7 separate regions of the Mus musculus genome follow, and all the other regions are linked to region 1. A link is a contact called in public Micro-C and promoter capture Hi-C data. All regions are on one chromosome and are shown on one strand. The core of a region is the stretch at or near the end of the contact, and the rest is flanking DNA. Distances in the headings are between cores, read along the strand shown. Region 1 holds the start of Tmem165 (transmembrane protein 165). Region 2 has its middle 23 kb from the start of Mir7025. Region 3 has its middle 140 kb from the start of Mir7025. Region 4 holds the start of Srp72 (signal recognition particle 72). Region 5 holds the start of Ppat (phosphoribosyl pyrophosphate amidotransferase). Region 6 holds the start of Aasdh (aminoadipate-semialdehyde dehydrogenase). Region 7 holds the start of Kit (KIT proto-oncogene receptor tyrosine kinase).

Region 1 (2,589 bases), core at 68-2,567:
GATAAAGACAGAAGTAGGAAAGGGAATGCCAAAATGGACCCTACTAAGAGACTAAAAAAACTCCAGAATGTAGGAGTCAAAATTGGAAATAGAGAGTCCAACTCAGAGGAAAGTAACATAGAAAGGAGAAATTCTACGAACATAGATTAAAAGGTTAATTTCTATCTATCTGGTAATGGTTAAAGAAACTTATGAGGCTCTAGTTTACCTATAAATGGAGTTTTGGAATCCCTCACTATAGAGCGCTCTACCTTTGGGCACAAGTCTCTGCATTCAAGGGCAACTTCCTTCATGCCAAAACACGTTTTTTTGTTTTTTTTTTTTTTTTAAGGGAGGGTGGCAACGCATAATCTCTAGACACTGTATCTGGCAAGAACCACAGGGTGTGCCGAGCTGAATTCGGGTGAGCATCTCTGGTTGGGTTGCTTCAACAATGGCTGATACTTCCAACAATGTGATGCTACTTCGAGAGAGACAAGTCTCCCAGCGGCTCTGTACTAAAAACTTTCTACTTGGGATGATGATTTCCAGTCTTTTCAGTATGGCCCATGTGATCAGCAGAAGGCAGAATCCAGAGCAAGCCTGTCGGTACCAGGGATCTAGAGGACCTCTGGGGAGCCCCGGTTGGGGCCCTCACTTTCCCTTCCCCCAAGCAGCCAGGCCAGGCCAGGCCGCGCCTAAGAAAGCCGTCTTGTCACCCTCCTCCCAGCGAGCGGAGCAGGGGCCGGCTCCCCTCCCCCAGCCTCTTCGGAAAGAGGGCGGCGCCGCCAGCGCGGGAGCCTGGTACCCGACTGCGGGCTCCGCGGCCTCAGCCCGCCCCATCCCCACCAGCCCGGGCTCTCACCTCGGCCCGGGCCGGCTCGAGGCCCTGCACCGCCGCGGGCTGCGGCTGCAGCTGCTGGGCGGGCGCCGGCGGCTCCTGGTTCCGATGGCTCAGGTCTTCCTCCGGGCCGGCGCGGACCCCGGCCGGGGCCCAGAGCAACTGAAGCAGCAAGAGCACGAGCAGCCTTCGCGTCGGCGCCCGGCCGCTCCCCCGGGCCGCGGCCGCCATCCCGCCCGCCCAGCCGGCACCGCGCTGCGGCAGGAAGAAGTGCAGGCGAAGGGAAGCGTCGAGCCCGGCGTGCCGGCAGGCGCCTCCGTCAGGCCTGGCTGCCGCTCAGGGGGCAGCCCTGCAGCACGCGGGACGCGGGGACCGGACCGGGACGGACCGGCGGCGGGAGCTCCGGAGCAGCTGGGCAGCAGAAGCCACACACTCCTCCAACTGCCTCCGCGGCCCAACTCCTCCGGCCCGCCCCCTGGCCAACACGACCTCCCATTGGCCCGACGTCAGCCCGGCGTCGTGACGTTTCCGGCAGGTTGAGGTGCGGCTCGCTCACTGGTCCTATTGGACCCGGCGCGCCGGGCCAGGTAGCTGGAGCTGCTTGATGGACTCTCCCTGCGTCCTCTCGGGTCCCACCAGAGACCCCCTTATTGGCCCTGGAGAGGTCAGGCTGCCAGGCTCCTACCAGTACTTCCTCAAGAGCCTTAGGTCTTTAAGGCCTAAGCCGCCGCCACCTCCACTTCTATTAAATGTCAAGTGAGTCCCAGCCCCGCTACCTACGTGGCAGGAACTGCCACACCTTTAAGTTACGATCCACCCACCCTCACCACGTCCCTGGACCGCCTACACAGAATGTTCTTTGGGGGTCCATATGCTGGGGTTTTTTGAAGGTTCTGAAGTAAGATTCGGAAGTAAAAGATGAGAACGTCCAAGCTTGATTTTAAAACATTGTTGAATAGCCGCAGACCAAAAGTCATCACTGCCCTGGCTCAGGATGCCTTATCCTGAAATAGGATATCCTGAAAAGGTTTGGAGTTGAGTGGTTAGGGTTTCTGTGGGATGGAGGCCTTGAGTAGGCAAAAGTAGAAGACAGGAAAGAATGGTTAGTTAGGCGTTAGACTAGGGCTGGATTTTTTTTTTTTTTTCTAAAGAAAAGCTGAGATACCGTACGCGCGCGCGCACACACACACACACACACACACACACACACCACAAATTGCTAACCATGTGCCAGGCACTAATCTAAATCCTACTCCTGTTTCACAAGCCATTCTTGCAACCTCTCCTTAGCCTACTCAGCATTGCTCCTTACAGAACCCTTCAAGCTATAGCTTATTTATGCTCCCAGTATTGTGAGATAACCAAGATGCTTCCTACACATAGTTTGGGGTGCAGTTGTTGTACCTCCAAGTTCATTCCTGGAGTGTAAATGTCCTGAGCCCTCAGAATACAACATGACAGGGATCAGAAGTCTAGACTCCTTCAGCCACCTCCTTTTTCTGCAAAGATTTGCCTTGCTCAAAAGGGCCTGCAGAGGAGATAGGAGTGTCAAGTGGAGAGAATAAAAGAAGCAGCCCAGTAGATGGAGGCAGAAGAGTTAGGTGTCACGGATCCTTGAGTTCTGCTAGGGACCAGGTTTATTATTTTTTTTCCTGGCGTTCTCTAGTCTATGATCATCTCAGAGAAAGGCCTCCTGGCTAAATTCTAGTTACCCCACATAAAGCAAAGAAAAAGCAAATGGCTCAAGGGCTACAGCTGCAGGAGACTGA
Region 2 (2,589 bases), core at 33-2,532, 980 kb after region 1:
ACACTCAATTGAGTGGCTCAAAATGACCTTTGACTTCAGCTCCAGTCACACTCAGCAGCTCACAATGGCCTCTAACCTCAGCATCAGTGGATCCAAGACTTCTGACCTCTGCAGGTACATAGTATACTCACTTACACATACCTACACATGTACACACACCACAACACACACACACACACACACCATACCACACACACACACCAAACACACCATACCACACACACACTAGCGTAAAAATCCCTTTTTTACAAGAGAAATTCTAGACTCTACAATAAGCTGCAAGCAAGCCTGACAGCCTCTGCCCCCAGAGAGAGACACTGCCTTTGTAACTCTAACAGTGCTGTCCTGTGCTGTGGGGGAGGCACTATAGACACAATGCAGCGGTTTTATCGTCTGTAATAATTGCTGAATCCCAGGGCCTAAACCAATGCCCTGCTCAGTACAGTTGAAACCTGGAGGGATAAGTGTGGAAAGAGATATGCAGATGCCTTGGAACTGTCCGGAACTAGAACAAAGATAGCATCTGAAATAGACAAAGCTGCCAGCTCCCAGCCCTCGGCCCCTTGCCTATGTGTATTCCCCACATGCGGAAAAGCTTCAGCTTCATCGGGTGCACTCAGTGAACAGCACTCAGCTAGCAGCACTCAGCGAGCAGCACTCAGCGAGCAGCACTCAGCGAGCAGCACTCAGTGAACAGCACTCAGCGAGCAGCACTCTGGGTTCTTACACTACCTTACACTTCTCATTACTCCAAGCAAGGCGTGTGGTCTCCAACCGCGATGTTCTATCCTGCTGTTCTATGTGATGTAATGGTCCCCTTGGATCATGAGCTGGTTGGAAAAAAGTCTGCAAGCTTCCTCATTTAGGCCTACACATTTTAGAGATCAACTACACAAAGAGGAGTCTGTTCTATAATAAATATTCTTGGAGAGAATTAATTTTAAAAATGGCTTCCTGTGGCTGGCCTAGCACCGTGCTCTCATGGGAAAACCAAACACAGCCTTTTGAGGGAGGAAGAAAAGAGGTGTGATCATCCCAGACTCATGAGGATGCATTCACTCTGGAAGTGGCTCTGTATACACCTGATTCAACCGGGAGCCCGTTGGGAGAGCCAGCTAAACAAAACATGCGTGAGACGACAGAAGAGCCAAGCCCAGGCCCACAAAAGCCTCCTTTTATTTCAGCTTCATCCTGATCAGGCTTCCAACTTACATAGACCAAACCAATCTCCAGCCCAGTCTCTGCAGAGAAAAGCCTGGTTCTGATTCTGTTTGGAGCAGTTCGTGTGAAATGTGATGAAATTCAAAACAGACAGGATGCACAAGCTCCAGGGGGAAGTCATTAATACCCATGAACAATGATGAAGCAAAATGCCATCTGCCGGGCTAATGTGGCAAAGCTTTTAAAAATTCCAATTAGCCTATAAACCAGAATTGGGGCAGGGGAAGCAAATATGTTCCCCTCATCTGTCCTCAACGTCTCCCTCCTCTTTGTATGAATGATGGACCATTACTGGCATATGAACTTAGTTGGGAAGTTATCGCCATTATACTTTAGGACGTGGGTGCTACTCATGTCTCCAGGTGGGACAGGATGCTATAGACAGCTAATTAAGAACACACATATACTTTCACACACATTTTCCTATGAGATGAAACAATTGTCTCTATTATAAACACTGCTACCATTATATGCTGTTGGATTTAGCCTTTATGTGTATTTGGAGTTGAAGATAATGAAACATTTCTGTTGCTGTTATCCTGAGGGAAATTGCCAGGCTTATGATGGATTCTCATAGGGTAGGCCATTTTCCTGAGTTGCTTTTCATGAAGCACGCCACTATTAAAATCACAATGGCCATTATTAGACCTGGTGTATTTCAGCCTGAAAAAGAAAGGCTCTGATTACAAACACATAGAGTAGTTTCTCCAGGCTGAACTTGTCCATCACTTGTCTTTGAAAAATCAAAGGATCCAGGCAAGCTACTTCTGCATGCTGATATTCTCAGTATCTCTTGCTTTCTTTCTGGCTCATCATGCAAATAATAGTGGAATTCATATATTTGGAATTGCTAATCCTAGTGCTATCGTTACATTAGTCTTGGGGTCCTTCGTTTCTACACCTATGAGATGTCTTCCCTGCCTTGGTAGGAATATTTAAAAGCTTATTGCAAGACTCAAAAGAAGTGTAAATGGTACATTTTAGAAGTTTTTAATCCCCTAATTAAAAAAAAAAACGAAAACACTAGAGCAGATAAATTAGACAGGACTGTCTGTTAGAGGACGGAACTGTGTAGCTGCTGTTCAGACAGACATGTTATTATTCCCAGGAATCCAGCTCCTTCCTGGGCTGAACCAAGGTGGAGCCAATACTCAATGAACAGCCTTGTGCTGAAGGATACAGGCCTGGATCTGTAGGCGGTCTCACTCTGAGGTCATTTGGCTATCTGAAATTGGGAGTTATTCTGAAACAGGGGGCCTATTTTCCAATTATTAAGAGAATAATCTGCATTAATTAATTGCACTAATTTATCTGATGAGATACCAGGAGGCTGTCGAATGTGAAGCACATAAACCTGCCTGCACGTAA
Region 3 (2,589 bases), core at 46-2,545, 860 kb after region 1:
TAATAATGTCATAATGTAGCACTAATGGGCACCCTTATGTGAGTGTTCATACTATTTCAGAAAAATAAATGTCTACATCTAACAGATAACATGTACATTTGAAAAGCACTCAAATGAACCAAGAGGGAGAAAGTCTGTTGGGTTTTTTAAATTTTATTTCTCTGTATTTTATATGATTTTAAGATTAATGATACATTCAATAAAGCAAATCTTATTTGAAAAGCATTCGGAAATATTTTGTTTCTCTAGCTAAAATAGATTATCTTAAACTTCCCTACTCATCACTTCTCAAGGAGAGAATAACATGACACATTCATTAAAATAGATTGGAAGTTCCGTTTTGTGATACCCGGAATTGAAGTAAGCATATTTAATCTACTATTTTGATGGTATAAACTAAAGTACTTTGAGCTGAAGTATTTAAGCTTTAAGCCAAGCCTTCAGTTATGGAGGAAATGGAACTAAATTTTGATGTAAGCCAACCTAAGAGTCTTAGCTGAGAAAGTGCTTATGTTCTTAAATATACACAGGTGATCACATTTGAACAAGCAGCCTGGGATGTGTGCATACAATCACAAGCCTTCAGAGAATTCTAGCAAATCAACTCACCATGCATTCTGAAGCATTTTAAAATTGCCACTGTTTCTACATTCATTCCACGGGTATTTAAAAGCAAACAAACAATAAAAAAAAAAACCCAAGTATCTATCTATACCAAATGCAAGCCCCCAAACTAAAAGAGAAAGCAATAGAAGATACACATGCCAATAGAACCATCGAAGAACCAGGGAAATCTGAAGATATAGAAGAAGCCCCATCTTTGAGGTTACAGAGACAAATAGGTGAGATAATGGCAGGCAAAGTCCTTAGAATGGAAAAAAAATCAAGTCATCAGATCAATGTGATGGTCCACATCTCTAATCCCATAGCTCAGGAGGCAGAGGCAGGTGGATCCCTGTTTCTTTGAGGCTACCTTAGTTTACATGATGAATTCTAGAACAGCCAGGCCTATGTAGAGAGACCAGTCTTTAGATAGATAGATAGATAGAGAGATAGATAGATAGATAGATAGATAGATAGATAGATAGATAGATAAATTCTGGTTTTAATTATCGGTCTCCTTCCAGCATCCAAAACACTGACCAGCATATAGCAGGTATCCCTATAAACTGCCCTTCTCTCAGGCTCACAAGCTTAAACATTGAGATATTTCTGAGACACGTGAAATTTACATGACTTCAAGCTTGATGATGAACACACTGACAAGCTTACAAACCCCATTATCAGGATGACTCAGAGGATTTCAAATCTGTCTAATAGAGATTTATTGGTGCCTGTGAGTAGTTTTCAAGGTTTCCCCCCAGTATTCCAATCCCTAACTGCGGCACACAATATAACTATAAAGATGATGGATGTTTTTAAACCCATAACCAGAGCTTCTCCCCTCCCCCTCCCCCTACTTTGCTATTTCCATGCAGTTATTGATGGCAAGCACTTAGTCTTAGAGGTAGGATTTGGTTAAGTAACTAGTAGCCCCAGGAAATGGGATGTCCAATGAGCATACGGCCACAGGAACTTTCCATGATAACCAATGGGCCAAGCTAATCAAGACAGCCATGGGTTTCCCATTCCAAGGAAAAACTCATCTTTAATGATCAAATGAAAATGCAAATTTAAGGGAAACAAATCGGGTTATTTGGAGGGCGGTATGTACTCAGAGGATATTAATGTCATTGTGGTTTCCTGAGGAAAGGGCCTCTATTTTGCTTGCAAGCAAAATGTCAACTCTAATTATTCAAAAATGACATCCTACAGGAACTTTTATGAAAATTGAGGTAGGTCCAGAAGACTGGGCAGGAAGCAGGGTTCTCATTTTGGAATGATGCGGGGAGGTCAACAACCTGGAAACAGTTCTAGTGAAGGTGGTTCTTGACTGGCTGAGTCTAAGTCTTCTTGGTAGAAGACTCCTGGGCAGATCCAGCTCCTGTGACATTCCACTATTAGATTTATTAATCAATCATATAATCCCTTTACTCAGAAATATCTTCTGCTATGGTGTTCAGCACAATGTGAACTGTGAAGATAGGTTAAAGAGTATCATTTGAGATTAACAAGTGACACATTCTTTGAAATAAATACATACCTATTTTATTGCAATGATAACTGTTATGAGCACCATTGATGAGTGCAATCTCCTAGTTAGTCATTATCTATTGCTACAGTAATGCTCCACAACAAACAGCTATGAAACTCCACCATGCACAACTGTAAACCTTTAACTCTCAGATAGGTAGGTTAGGCAGCCTTGGCTGGGCTCAGCTGGGTAATTCTACTGGCCATCTCTAGGGTCATTCATCCAGAGGTGGCTGTCAGTTAGCAGGTATGAATAACCTTCAATGAGAGACTAGGATAGCTGCTCAATTCTCTGAGTGGTTTTTGTCCTCTAGCAAAGTCATCTGTAGTCCTATCTATATCACTAACAAAGATAAGGACAAGCTTAGGTTCCCAAGCTCTTTTCAAGTCTGTTTTCATCTCATTTGCTAATAGCTCACTGGCCATAGTAAGTCCCATGCTTGAGTGTAAAGACAC
Region 4 (2,589 bases), core at 50-2,549, 790 kb before region 1:
CCCATAAAGAGATCAAAGGGAAATACAAAGAACTCAGGCGGCCACGGCTCTATGCCAACAGCGTGTCAAGTGTCAAAATGACTAGGACCATGGTTCCCCTCGCTCCTAGTCAACCACAGGAATCCAATTCTCACTTTACGAGTCGTCGAAGGGACTTCTAGAAATTAATAGACAGGGCTGAAGGGACAGTCTTGGCTGATCAAAGAAGTGCTACAGAGTTTTATACCGATACTAAATATTGGTTGTAGGCCCACTGAAGGGCTAAAGTGAATTCAAGTAAGTTTGGCAATCATCAATTCTAATTAGTAGCTGTCTTCCTTAATGCACTGTGGCCACTGTCACTACTTTTATAGGAACTCAGGAACCCGAAGGTTTAAAGTGTATATTACTGTGATAGCCTTTATGTAACTGGGGCTTTGTACAGCTGAAGGGTTTCATAGTTACATCACCAAACCTGACACACACAGGTGTATCTACTGTACAAAATATAGCACGGCCATATTACAGGCACATAGTGATGAATAACAACTTATGGAATCTCATACTGAAGGCAACTAAAATTTGAAATTATAACTTATGGGGGCTAAAAATGCAGGTTAGTTTCCTTACGTTATTTTAAATGTTGGGACGCTCACTCACTCACTCTCTGGCTAAACACTACGGGGAAGACTTTGTGCGTGGAAATGAATAACGACTTGATATTCACACCTTTCCAATCTGCAACGCTTCCACCTTGTCTGCAACAGAGCGGATGCTACGTGTCCAGACAGGTTTCCTTCCCCGGCCCCAGCCCCAGTCAACAAGTTTCCTCCATGACACTGTCCTGATCCCTTCACTCAAGATGAACGAAGAAAAGTCAATCTGACATCTTTGCAAAATCCCGCCGCGGAGACGACACGAAAAACATTTTGGGAAGCGGTTCCGGACGCCATGGTCTCTTTAAGTCCCCCCTCCCCCTCGCGCCCGGTCTCGCGGGGACAGAGGGAAGTACACGTGGCCTTAAGCGACCGAGCTCGGGCCGCCGGTGGCCGTGGGACAGCGACCCGCCCCCGGGCTTGGGGCCGAGCCTGAGGACGCAGCGATCCCCCTCCGCGCTGTGCCGAGGGGTCGCACGCTCGACCCAGGAGATGTCCTCCTCCCGACAACCCGGGCCGCCGGGACACTTACTCTTGTTGACAGTCTTGAGGGCACGCGTGAAGTCGCTGTTCTGCCCATAACGGTTCACCTCACTCCACAGCGCAGGGACTGACACCCCACCACTGCCGCCGCTCGCCATCTTGGAGGAGGTGGGGGTGAGGTGGGGGAGGGGGGTGGGAGGAGCAGGGCGACCTCTGCCCCGGAAGAGGATCTCGAAGTTGGCTCGGCGAAGGAGGAAGTTGATGGTTGCTAGGCGGCCGGGAGTCGCGAGCTGGTCTGTCCCAGAGCTAGCGTCAGAAATCGGTTTTTAATTTTTTCTGTCTTGCGGCAAGACATTTGTTTGCCTGACGCCCTTACTCCTAATCCAAAGGTGACTGGAGGTAGGAGGGGTCAGATTCAGAAGGCGCTCGCCGAAACTGTTAGCCCCAAGCCGCCGGCATTCTGGGGAGACCCCTGTGCTCCGACTGTGGCCGGGCGACAGTCTTTGGGAGAGAAAACTCCCGGTTCTTCGGGTGGTAGGAGGGGTACCTAATTTAAGGAACCGTAGAGAGGCTCTTGAAGGCGGCAGGTAGAGCCACAGCTGCTCATGGGTGCTTCGGGATTGCCATTTTAGGACACGAGCGGTGATTAGAACCTGGGACTAAATCTAGAAGTGAAGATAGGTCTGGGACTGACAAAAATACAGTGAACGGCACTGTTTAACCTCCCTTTGAGATCTAGTTTCAGGAGCAGTGTGGGCTGGAAGCCCGAGGAGATGAGAAGGACCAGGTTCTGAGGTGAGTATATTGACTTAGGTAGATGTCATACAATAAACTACGTCCTGGAGGCCTTCCTTAATGTACTTTAAGGAAACCTGTTCTTGCAGCCTAGCCAGTACACATTCTGCTTCCAAGGCTCGACTTCCTTGTGGAGAAGACCCGTGCATACTATGTAAGTGGTCTTAGCATTCAGCTACACCCTCTACAAGATTACACCATCTACAAGGCTCTCTATTCCTGAGTATTGATCCTTAAGTCCCCTCTCTTTGAACGACCTATAGTCCTAAGACCAGAGACCTTATTTACTTTGCTTACTACCTGGGAGACCTGAACCAAACCTTCCTTCACTTCCCCTAGACTCAACCTAATGTTCTCTTAATGTTGCTACTTAGGTTTTAAACCACCTATCTACTTCCTGTTTCTTGCCTGAGTCAAGTGCTGAAACGCTAGCTGATTGTCATATGTGTGGTCAGTATGATACATCAGACTGAACTTAAAAGAGTTTCTTTTGGGTCATGATTTCATAGATTTCAGCCACAGTAGGTTGGCTTTGTTGCTTTGGAACCTCAGTGAGGTGCTTCATCATGATGGAAATCATGTCGTAGTGGCCCTAAGCCGCTCACCTAATGGTTACTGGGAAGGAAGAAGCTGGAGAAGCCACAGACAAAATGTCAAGTTTTTAAAAAGTACACTC
Region 5 (2,589 bases), core at 36-2,535, 770 kb before region 1:
CATGTGTACTCCTGCTTCAAGACAGGCCCTGGCTTCTGTGCATCTGTACTCAAGTGCACACAACCACGGATACAAAACCAACAAAGTAAAATAGAAGCCAGAGAGATTGCTCAGCAATTAAGAACACTCCGATGTTTTACAGTGCACCCAGGTCCAGTTCCCAGAATCTATAGGGTAGTTTACAGCCATTCAAAATTAAACTATAGATATGAACACCTTCTTCGGACCCTTGTCAGCACAGGGCCACATCAGATGTGGGGAAGAGGTTAGATTCTAAGATTTTTACTAGTTTAGAAGTACTGGCGCTGTGGATTGTCTCAGAAAAAGTCTGGCCCTAATTCCCAATTTTATGGAGCTGTACTACCTATAAACTTCAGGGTGGTTTTCATAGGTGGGAAAGAATGTTGGAGTGCCCACAGGATCTGCTTCCTTATTAATCTAGAAACTTGTGTTGTTCCAAGACAGTGTTTTGTTAGTGGATAAAGTAACTTTGCACTCTCCACACCCATATCCTAAGGGTGTTACTAGCCCACGCCCACAATCCCAAATTCCAGGGATTGCAAAGAAGCATCTGATCAAAAAATTTTGGACCTGTTTTCAAACACTTTAAACTACGAAACTTGCAGTAAAGGAGATTATTGGCATATTAACTTTACCAGAATAAACAAAAACCCTGATAGATTTTCTTGGTTGTTTATCTGCTTATTACAAGGTTTCTAGGCACTTGGTTAGTTTCTGGCCATTTCACCTTCAGAGTACTTTCCCACTCTGCTACTTTCCTTCCCGTCCCGGGGCCTTCTTTTGGCTATTTAAATAGGCTCTGGGTGCTTAAGAGTTTAACGCACGTCTTCCAGCGCCTGGACCATGTGTGCAGGCTCCGGGCCCCAGGCGCCGTCTTGGGGAACCCGATCAGGCACTTTGTCGGAAGGCCTGCATCCGACCTCGGGGCCGCACGTGTATGCGTCAAGCCTGCTAGCTCTCTGACGGAGGGCTGGGGGACCCTAGGGTCCGAAAGCAAGTTACTCACCTACGGCTGTCGCCATTATCCGAGGTGAACTAGAGGAGCAGACCGCGCGGGAAAAAAGGGCAGTGTTCTGGAAAACAAGGGCGACCACAGGATCAGAGGGCGGGAAAGGGAGGTGCAATATCAAGGACACGCCCTAGCCCCACAGCCCACCGGCGAACCCGAAGTACCGGGCTGGCTGTGCTTGGGGCTGGAGTCGTGTCCCCAGGCTTCCCGCCGCGCAGGCGCGCTGACGCGACCCCGCTTCCGGGCGGCCCCTCCCCGCAGGCAGCCAAAAAGTGGCGCGCATGCTGCAAGGCCCCCGCTGGCCGGAGAGGTTTCTGGGTTGGAGCGGACCAAGTCCTGACGGCCGGGGGACGGCGTGAGACCAGGGGGCACGAACGGCTCAGGTTTTCTGAGGGACCCACGCGATCAGCTGCGCCACTCTCATCACCTACTCCTTGGGCGCGGGAAAATAACGGAGCCTCCCACGTGCAGAGAAAGTAGCGATCCTGACCTCGGCCTCCTCCCCACCTCTTTGACTCCGTAGCCCCGCCCCTCTCTTTGCCCTAGCTGATTGGCGGAGAGCGGGAGGCAGAACTGGTCACGCCCCTTCTATGAAGCGCGCCGCCGCAGTAGCGAGAACCTAGCCCGCCCGGGAAGGAGGCAGTCAGTAGCGCGAGCCTCTTGAGGCGTTCGATAGCGGAGCGGACAGCTGGTTGGTGCTTGGACCACGCCGCGGCAGCAGGTCCCTCCACGTGCTTTCCGAGGCGCCATGGAGCTGGAGGAGTTGGGGATCCGCGAGGAATGTGGTGTGTTTGGGTGCATCGCTTCTGGAGACTGGCCCACGCAGCTAGATGTGCCGCATGTGATCACTCTGGGACTCGTGGGGCTACAGCACCGGTGAGCAACAGGATGGAGGGGTGGGGGTGGAATGGCAAGTATTTGCACAGTTCCACGAGCCGCTTCCCAGCTCTGTGCTACGGGGAACGCAAGACAATGAGGGTGGATCATGACTGGGAAGGGGGGATCAGGGCTAGGAGGGTGAATCTCGAGAATCAAGTCAAGTACCTACTCAGGATATTGACCAAGTGGGGGTGGGGTACACTTTGCCTGCATAGACTTTAACTTAGGCTGTCGCGTTGCTCCCGAGTGCTCTTTACAGGTTAGCTCCCAAGAATGTGCATCTCTCGTCGCGGGTTAGTTACTCTGGAGTTTGCTTTCACTAGCCAGGTTGGGAAGGGACCGTTCAGATCTCCTTGAAACTAGAACTGTTCTAGAGATAAGCTTCTGTAGGGTGGTGGTGCTGAAGGTCCTGCAACACTTGAAGGTTTTTCTATTTGTTGTTGTTTTGCACGGGGCCTCCTGCTTGCAAGAGCTTTGTTTGCAAGGGCAGAGCTACTGAGCAGATTTGTCAGCCTGAAAGCAGTTAGAGGTTTGGAGATCGTGAGTTTAAAAGTAGTTATAGCTATGAGAAATTGGGAGATGCCTTTGGGGCAAACAAAGAAAAAAAGACCTTTGCCTCCATAATTTGTTTCTTGACTTCACTGACAGTATTATGGAAATAATACAAACTAGGGTTTTGT
Region 6 (2,589 bases), core at 50-2,549, 720 kb before region 1:
TTTCCTGCACTGTTTGGAGGGACAGATGAGAAGGCAGATCTGATTCCATGACAGGCTTCAAATTAGCAGTTTAGGAGACTAGGCCTAAGGTCAGGCAAATCAGTTACTAGAAGAAGAAGAAAAAAAAAGGCTTCAGGCAGTTAGTCAGAACTGCCCTGATATCTGAGACTGCCTGGCCACCTAGCCTGAGGTAAGGACAATGGGTCAGCAACAGTTTCCAGACTTCCTCTACAAAGATTTCTAGACTTCCCAGTAACAATGCCTAGAGATAAGTAAGATAAAGCTCTCCTACCCTGGAATTCCAATGTGCTTTCAATGGAGCCTGCGAGCTCATTTGCTTTTACTCTGTGTCTTTGTAATGGGGACGACCCCACCATGCTGAGCTACAGAATAAAACACACTTTGTGTTTACATACTATTTGAGTCCAGGGTGTCATTCTTCATGGACCCTTACAAGCTTCTGTTTTCCAGCAGATAAGGACACACTCCTTTGTTTTTTAAGGCACTGTATGTAGATAGTGCTTAGCCACTTCCACCTCTCCCCCCAACAGGAACCAAGACAAAAATCCCATCTTTCCTCTCTGCGAGGGCACAGTAACTCACCACAGTGGTGACCCTTCCCATTTATTGTAATAATTGTGCCATCGGAAAAACACACATCCAGGCATACAGTGGCTTTAGGGACTGCTGTTGACCTCAGACAGGCCTGGGTTTCCTCATAGGGAAGTGTTGTAAATAGCTGCAAACGCCAGTTAGGAGTTTCATTCTGACAGGGGGCTTCCCTGGCATACTTCACCGCTGCCATGACGGTCGCAACCAATCTTGAGTATGTTCCCAGAAGGTGTGGAGGGGATAAGCCAAATTTACTCGCCAATTAGGCGGTGATTACTTCACTTCAGCCTTTGGGATATTTCTACCCGCACTTTAAGGAACGAGGAGACTCCGGGTCTCGGAGATATGGCTCTGCTGTCAAGGAAGCTCACTGGCCATCCAGAGGTCCCTTCTAGGTCTCCAGCACCCATGTGGTGGCTCACAACCACCTGGGACTATGCTCCAGGGAATCATCGGCCCCTGCAGGCACACGGAACACTCAAATTCACGCAGACGCACAGGCATGTTGCCTGAAGCGTCACCTTCAGCGGCAGGGCTGAATCCGCACGGACCAAACCCGTTGGGCCAAACGCGGCGGAGACCTGTGCGCCACGTCTGGGCGGAGCCCCGTAGGCGAGAGCCCGCCCCCCGACGCTGGAGTGACGTCACGGGCGCCCGAAGATGACGCAGAGGTCCGTTTTACGGCTGCTGAGCGTCTGCGGCTGGGCTAGGAAGTGCACGCCACGCGCTGTCGTGAGAAGGTGGGGCGGGAGAGCGCGGGCGACCCGGGGAGACTTTGTGAGCTGCCGGACCCCAGCTTGGAGCGGCTGTGTGGGTCACCTCGGTCACCTGCTGCGCCACCTCTTAGCGTGGTTCCGAGAGCCAACGAGAGGCTTTTGTGATTGTAATTAAGGTGGCTGCGTGAGAAGTATAAGATGCAGACGGATAATTTACCTATATATATAATGCCCAGTATAGGGAGAACCCTTAAGATCAGGATCTGTTGGTGATTAAATGGCTTTATTTACAGTTGTACATTACCGAGCTGCTAATCTTAAGGCTATAACACGAAATTTGCTTGCTAGGTCATCCCTTTTCATGGCTCACTTGTTTTTCTTTCCTTTTCTTTTTTTTTTTTTTAATTTAAAATTGTGCGTGTGTGCGCGTGCAGCATGGTGAAGAAACAAAAAGGACCTTTCGGAAGTGGGTTCTCTCCTTCCATTATGTGAGTCCCGTGATCACACTTAGGTTTTCTGGTGTGATGGCAAGTTAGTTTCTCCACTGACCCATCTCGATGGCCCAAGTCAGTCTGAAGGGAGGGGAGGGGGACAAAGACAGGGACAGAGACATAAAATTCAATGGCTGACATGAATATCTGGACAAGACTGAATTTTGCCACTGGGAGCTTTTAAATTCAAAGTAGAAAAACTCCTTAATTATAGATTTTGTGTGGTGAGTTTTGTAGCTAGTTATAAAAATGACATTTTAAGAACTAAGTTATAGCCGGGCGTGTTGGCGCACGCCTTTGATCCCAGCACTCAGGAGGCAGAGGCAAGCAGATTTCTGAGTTCGAGGCCAGCCTGATCTACAAAGTGAGTTCCAGGACAGCAAGGGCTACAGAGAAACCCTGTCTCGAAAAAACAAAACAAACAAAAAAAACCTAAGTTATAGTCTTGTTATTCTACTGCTGTGAATTATGTTAGTAGATTATATTTTCTTGTGAGAAAATAGCAGTTACACGTGCTTGCTTTTTAGAGAAAAGGCAGCTTTTAAACAGACTTTTTTTTTTTTTTTTAATTTTAGGTATAGCAGTGTTTTACCTGCATGTATGTAAGTGCACCATGTTCGTGCCTGGTGTCTTCAAAGGCTGTGGGATCAGCCAGAACTGGAACTATGGACTGTATTGAGCTCCCCAGTTGGGTGCTGGTATGGAATCTGTGTCTTCTGAAAGAACAAGGACGGTTTAACTCCTGAGGTACATCCCCAGGTTCAAACTAG
Region 7 (2,589 bases), core at 28-2,527, 610 kb after region 1:
GACCCAAGTTACCCTGCAAAAGGTAACAAGATTTTCCCAACAGCTTGAAGAAACAAATGCTATTTGCAGAAAGCTTACCCCTTCTCCCCCACCCCCTAGCCTCCCCAGGCAGCCCTGAGTATGGCTATCACGTGGGAGAGGGTTTCTGGATCTCGGGATTCCCCTCCAAAAAAAAAAAAAAAAAAAAAAAACGGCCACCTGCGATTACAAGTCGCATACACTGAAACCAGAGGTTTCCAAAGCTGGGGAGAACTGACTCGGTCCTGGTCCAGCGCGCACGAGGTGGCAAGAACAGCTGCGTCCCCGCACGCAGTCCCTGATTCCCAGAAGCTGGCGACCAACGTAGGCTACAGCAGCTCCCTGGCGCGTGGCAGCAACGAACACCGTGCGGCTGCAGAGAGGGGCGAGCCCCTAGCACGAGATTTACAAAAGGAAAAAGTCTGCAACCTAGCGGCTGCTCGCCACACGCCCGGCTCAAGTTGTCCCCATAGCCGCCACCTACAGGCTCGTGGGGTCCCGCCCCAGAGCCTCACGCCGCGTGCTCCCCGTGCAAAAAACGGAGTTGGGTGGGGGCAAGCAAGCCCGAGATTCGTCTCCTCGGGTGGCGCCGCGCACGATGAGAGCGGCTGCAGTTGCGTCCCCAGCACTGTGCACAAAGAGCGCCCGAGGTGGGGAAGCAGCGGCCGCAAGAAAAGGCTCTCCAACTTTGCCCGGCGTGTGTCCGGGACCCGTGGGCTGGTTGTCCCAGGCGTCGGTCACCCACGCGCAACTTTTAACAAAAAGGAAGCCGTGGCCGCACCTCGCTCGGAGAGAGGACGCTCTCGGTGCGAAGCCCGAGGCCGCCCGCCCCTGCCACCCGCGCGCAGTCGGCACAAAAGCATCACCAAACTCGCCCGCAGCCTGCAGCTCGCTGCCTGGGTTCCCAGAAGACCCTCGGCCCCGGGTCTCCACCACCCGGGCTGAGGTCTCTCAGCTCAGGTGAGCGAGGCGGGCCACCAGAGTCCCGCGGCCGCCTACCACCTTCGAGGTGGTAGGCATGGGAAAAGCCAACAGCTACCACTCCGGACGCACCCAGGTGGCACCCCTCCCGGACCCGGGCTGCGCCCACAGAGGGTGCAGTCCTCTTGTCTGCCGCTCTTTCCCACCTGTCTGGCCACGGAGCAGGACCAACAGGACGCAGAGCAGATCCCAGGCGCCGCGAGCGCCTCTCATCGCGGTGGCTGCGCTAGACTCTGAGCTCCTCTCTCTGCTACAGCTCTCGCCCAAGTGCACCGAGCGCGGCAAAGCCGAGCCCCCAGAGCCACTAGCGGCGCGCGACAGCCCCTCCTCCAGCCCTCCTCCCAGCTCGTGGCCACGCCCCTCCCTTCTCCCGCCCGGGTCGCACTCCCTCCCGCTGCCTAGTGCCCGGGGCTCTCGGGCTGCAATAAGCTGATCCCGGGGGCGCTGTGCCCTCTAAGACCAGGAGCCCCCACAGGCCCTCCACCCTGGATCCTCTTCCTCCTAGCACTCTCCCTCCATCGGTGGTCCTTCAGTCCAGGCGGCTGGCTGGCCACGCAGGTGCTGCCCGCGCTTTGTGAAGCCCAGCGCCACGAGCGCATTAGGTACGGGCCAGCCACCTGGCAGGTGCTCCCTAGACAATAAAGGACAACCACCGGTCCCTCCAGCAAGCTCCGGAGCGGGGAGAATATATTCGGCTTATGGTGGAGGTGTTACTAGTCGGGATTGCCGGGCGAAGGGATTAGGAAACTGGGTCCCCAACATTTATTTCTGTTCCTGTTGGTAGAGGAGGACGGATCGTGGCACCCCTGACCTCAGTAAAAGACCGAGCCCACGTTTAAGTAATTTTTCATGCTCAGTTTCTCCACCTGCTGCGAAACCTGTAAGAATACAGCTGATTTCTATTGGCCAGCGTGGACCTCCACCCAGCCAAGCTCCTGCTGAGACTTGTGGAAACTGGGCCAGTGGACTACAGAGGCATCCTGTGAAGGAGTTAGCTTTGAAACTCGGTTTTTAAAACCTATTTGCATTTGGGTGCCTTTTCTCTTGTGTTAATTATTTTTTTAATCTCACCCTCAACACCCCCCCCCCGCCCCATCCCCTCTGAGTCCCCCTTTCCCCAACTCGATCCGACTGTGGTCTGCCTTAGGAGCAAGATAAAAGCAAAATAATTTCCTTTTAAAGTTTTTTTTTAATGTGTATGAGTGTTTTACTTACATGAATATGTGTGTGTGCCACGTGTGTGACTAGTGCCCAGGGAGGTCAGAAGGATGTCAGATCTCCTGAAACTAGAGTTACGGATGCTTGTGTATCATCTTGTGGGTGCCTGGAGCCCAACTACTCTTGTTCTTTGTTTGTTTCTTTGTTTGTTTGTTTGTTTGTTTCGAGACAGGGTTACTGGCTGTCCTGGAACTCACTTTGTAGACCAGGCTGCCTCGAACTCAGAAATTCGCCTGCCTCTGCCTCCCAAGTGCTGGGATTAAAGTCATGCGCCAACTTTCTTGTTCTTAACTAATTGACCCAACTCTCCAACTCCTAAAGTAATTCTCTTAAGACAATTTCTACCTAGGGACATTTCACAGTCACTGTGGC

The links. Promoter capture Hi-C pulls out the DNA fragments that hold promoters and counts their contacts. A called contact is a pair of places that touch in the nucleus more often than the background predicts. Capture Hi-C pulls out chosen DNA fragments and counts their contacts.
Region 2: a contact with region 1 is called in a promoter capture Hi-C map of hippocampal neurons, with 4 times the contacts expected there. The contact joins the enhancer-like site here to the promoter of Tmem165 in region 1. A contact is called at or near these places in 10 of 39 promoter capture datasets (the 3T3-L1 cell line, the HPC-7 cell line, HPC-7-derived erythroid cells and 5 more) and 4 of 115 datasets of contacts at active chromatin or transcription factors (craniofacial prominence, differentiating embryonic stem cells, extraembryonic endoderm stem cells and 1 more).
Region 3: a contact with region 1 is called in a promoter capture Hi-C map of the HPC-7 cell line, with 3 times the contacts expected there. The contact joins the enhancer-like site here to the promoter of Tmem165 in region 1. A contact is called at or near these places in 5 of 39 promoter capture datasets (the HPC-7 cell line, cranial neural crest, hippocampal neurons and 1 more) and 1 of 115 datasets of contacts at active chromatin or transcription factors (bone marrow-derived macrophages).
Region 4: a contact with region 1 is called in a promoter capture Hi-C map of liver, with 2.2 times the contacts expected there. The contact joins the promoter of Srp72 here to the promoter of Tmem165 in region 1. A contact is called at or near these places in 1 of 39 promoter capture datasets (liver) and 1 of 9 other capture datasets (liver).
Region 5: a contact with region 1 is called in a promoter capture Hi-C map of adipose tissue, with 2.7 times the contacts expected there. The contact joins the promoter of Ppat here to the promoter of Tmem165 in region 1. A contact is called at or near these places in 3 of 39 promoter capture datasets (cranial neural crest, liver and pre-B cells), 1 of 484 Hi-C or Micro-C datasets (CD4 T cells), 3 of 115 datasets of contacts at active chromatin or transcription factors (bone marrow-derived macrophages, memory CD8 T cells and thymic regulatory T cells) and 2 of 9 other capture datasets (adipose tissue and liver).
Region 6: a contact with region 1 is called in a promoter capture Hi-C map of pre-B cells, with 2.8 times the contacts expected there. The contact joins the promoter of Aasdh here to the promoter of Tmem165 in region 1. A contact is called at or near these places in 5 of 39 promoter capture datasets (the 3T3-L1 cell line, the C10 cell line, embryonic stem cells and 1 more) and 2 of 115 datasets of contacts at active chromatin or transcription factors (large pre-B cells and memory CD8 T cells).
Region 7: a Micro-C map of embryonic stem cells shows a contact between it and region 1, with 2.2 times the contacts expected there. The contact joins the promoter of Kit here to the promoter of Tmem165 in region 1. A contact is called at or near these places in 1 of 39 promoter capture datasets (frontonasal cranial neural crest), 2 of 484 Hi-C or Micro-C datasets (both in embryonic stem cells) and 4 of 115 datasets of contacts at active chromatin or transcription factors (embryonic forebrain, embryonic stem cells, extraembryonic endoderm stem cells and 1 more).

Annotation. Positions count from the first base shown.
Region 1 is chr5:76,182,608-76,185,196 of GRCm38.p6, reverse strand. Tmem165 (transmembrane protein 165) reads right to left here and starts at 1,317. Exons shown (of 6, transcript NM_011626.2): 1 at 845-1,317. The coding sequence starts at 1,051.
Region 2 is chr5:75,198,669-75,201,257 of GRCm38.p6, reverse strand. No RefSeq gene overlaps it. Among named protein-coding and RNA genes, the nearest start is that of Mir7025, 23 kb to the right of the region's middle. Within about 2 kb of position 1,282, at least 9 of the 459 cell types and tissues checked have an H3K27ac peak or open chromatin away from gene starts, as enhancers often do. A contact at or near this core is called in the HPC-7 cell line and hippocampal neurons, where this site is marked.
Region 3 is chr5:75,319,612-75,322,200 of GRCm38.p6, reverse strand. No RefSeq gene overlaps it. Among named protein-coding and RNA genes, the nearest start is that of Mir7025, 140 kb to the right of the region's middle. Within about 2 kb of position 1,295, at least 1 of the 459 cell types and tissues checked has an H3K27ac peak or open chromatin away from gene starts, as enhancers often do. A contact at or near this core is called in the HPC-7 cell line, where this site is marked.
Region 4 is chr5:76,973,411-76,975,999 of GRCm38.p6, reverse strand. It overlaps Srp72 (signal recognition particle 72), which reads right to left and starts at 1,299. Exons shown (of 19, transcript NM_025691.1): 1 at 1,168-1,299. The coding sequence starts at 1,276.
Region 5 is chr5:76,950,274-76,952,862 of GRCm38.p6, reverse strand. It overlaps Ppat (phosphoribosyl pyrophosphate amidotransferase), which reads left to right and starts at 1,285. Exons shown (of 11, transcript NM_172146.2): 1 at 1,285-1,906. The coding sequence starts at 1,779. It overlaps Paics (phosphoribosylaminoimidazole carboxylase, phosphoribosylaminoribosylaminoimidazole, succinocarboxamide synthetase), which reads right to left and starts at 1,561. Exons shown (of 9, transcript NM_025939.3): 1 at 1,028-1,561. The coding sequence starts at 1,043. LOC115486295 (a long non-coding RNA gene) reads left to right here and starts at 1,913. Exons shown (of 2, transcript XR_003955939.1): 1 at 1,913-2,589.
Region 6 is chr5:76,904,186-76,906,774 of GRCm38.p6, reverse strand. It overlaps Aasdh (aminoadipate-semialdehyde dehydrogenase), which reads left to right and starts at 1,299. Exons shown (of 16, transcript NM_173765.4): 1 at 1,299-1,352; 2 at 2,395-2,566.
Region 7 is chr5:75,573,675-75,576,263 of GRCm38.p6, reverse strand. Kit (KIT proto-oncogene receptor tyrosine kinase) reads right to left here and starts at 1,277. Exons shown (of 21, transcript NM_001122733.1): 1 at 1,146-1,277. The coding sequence starts at 1,212.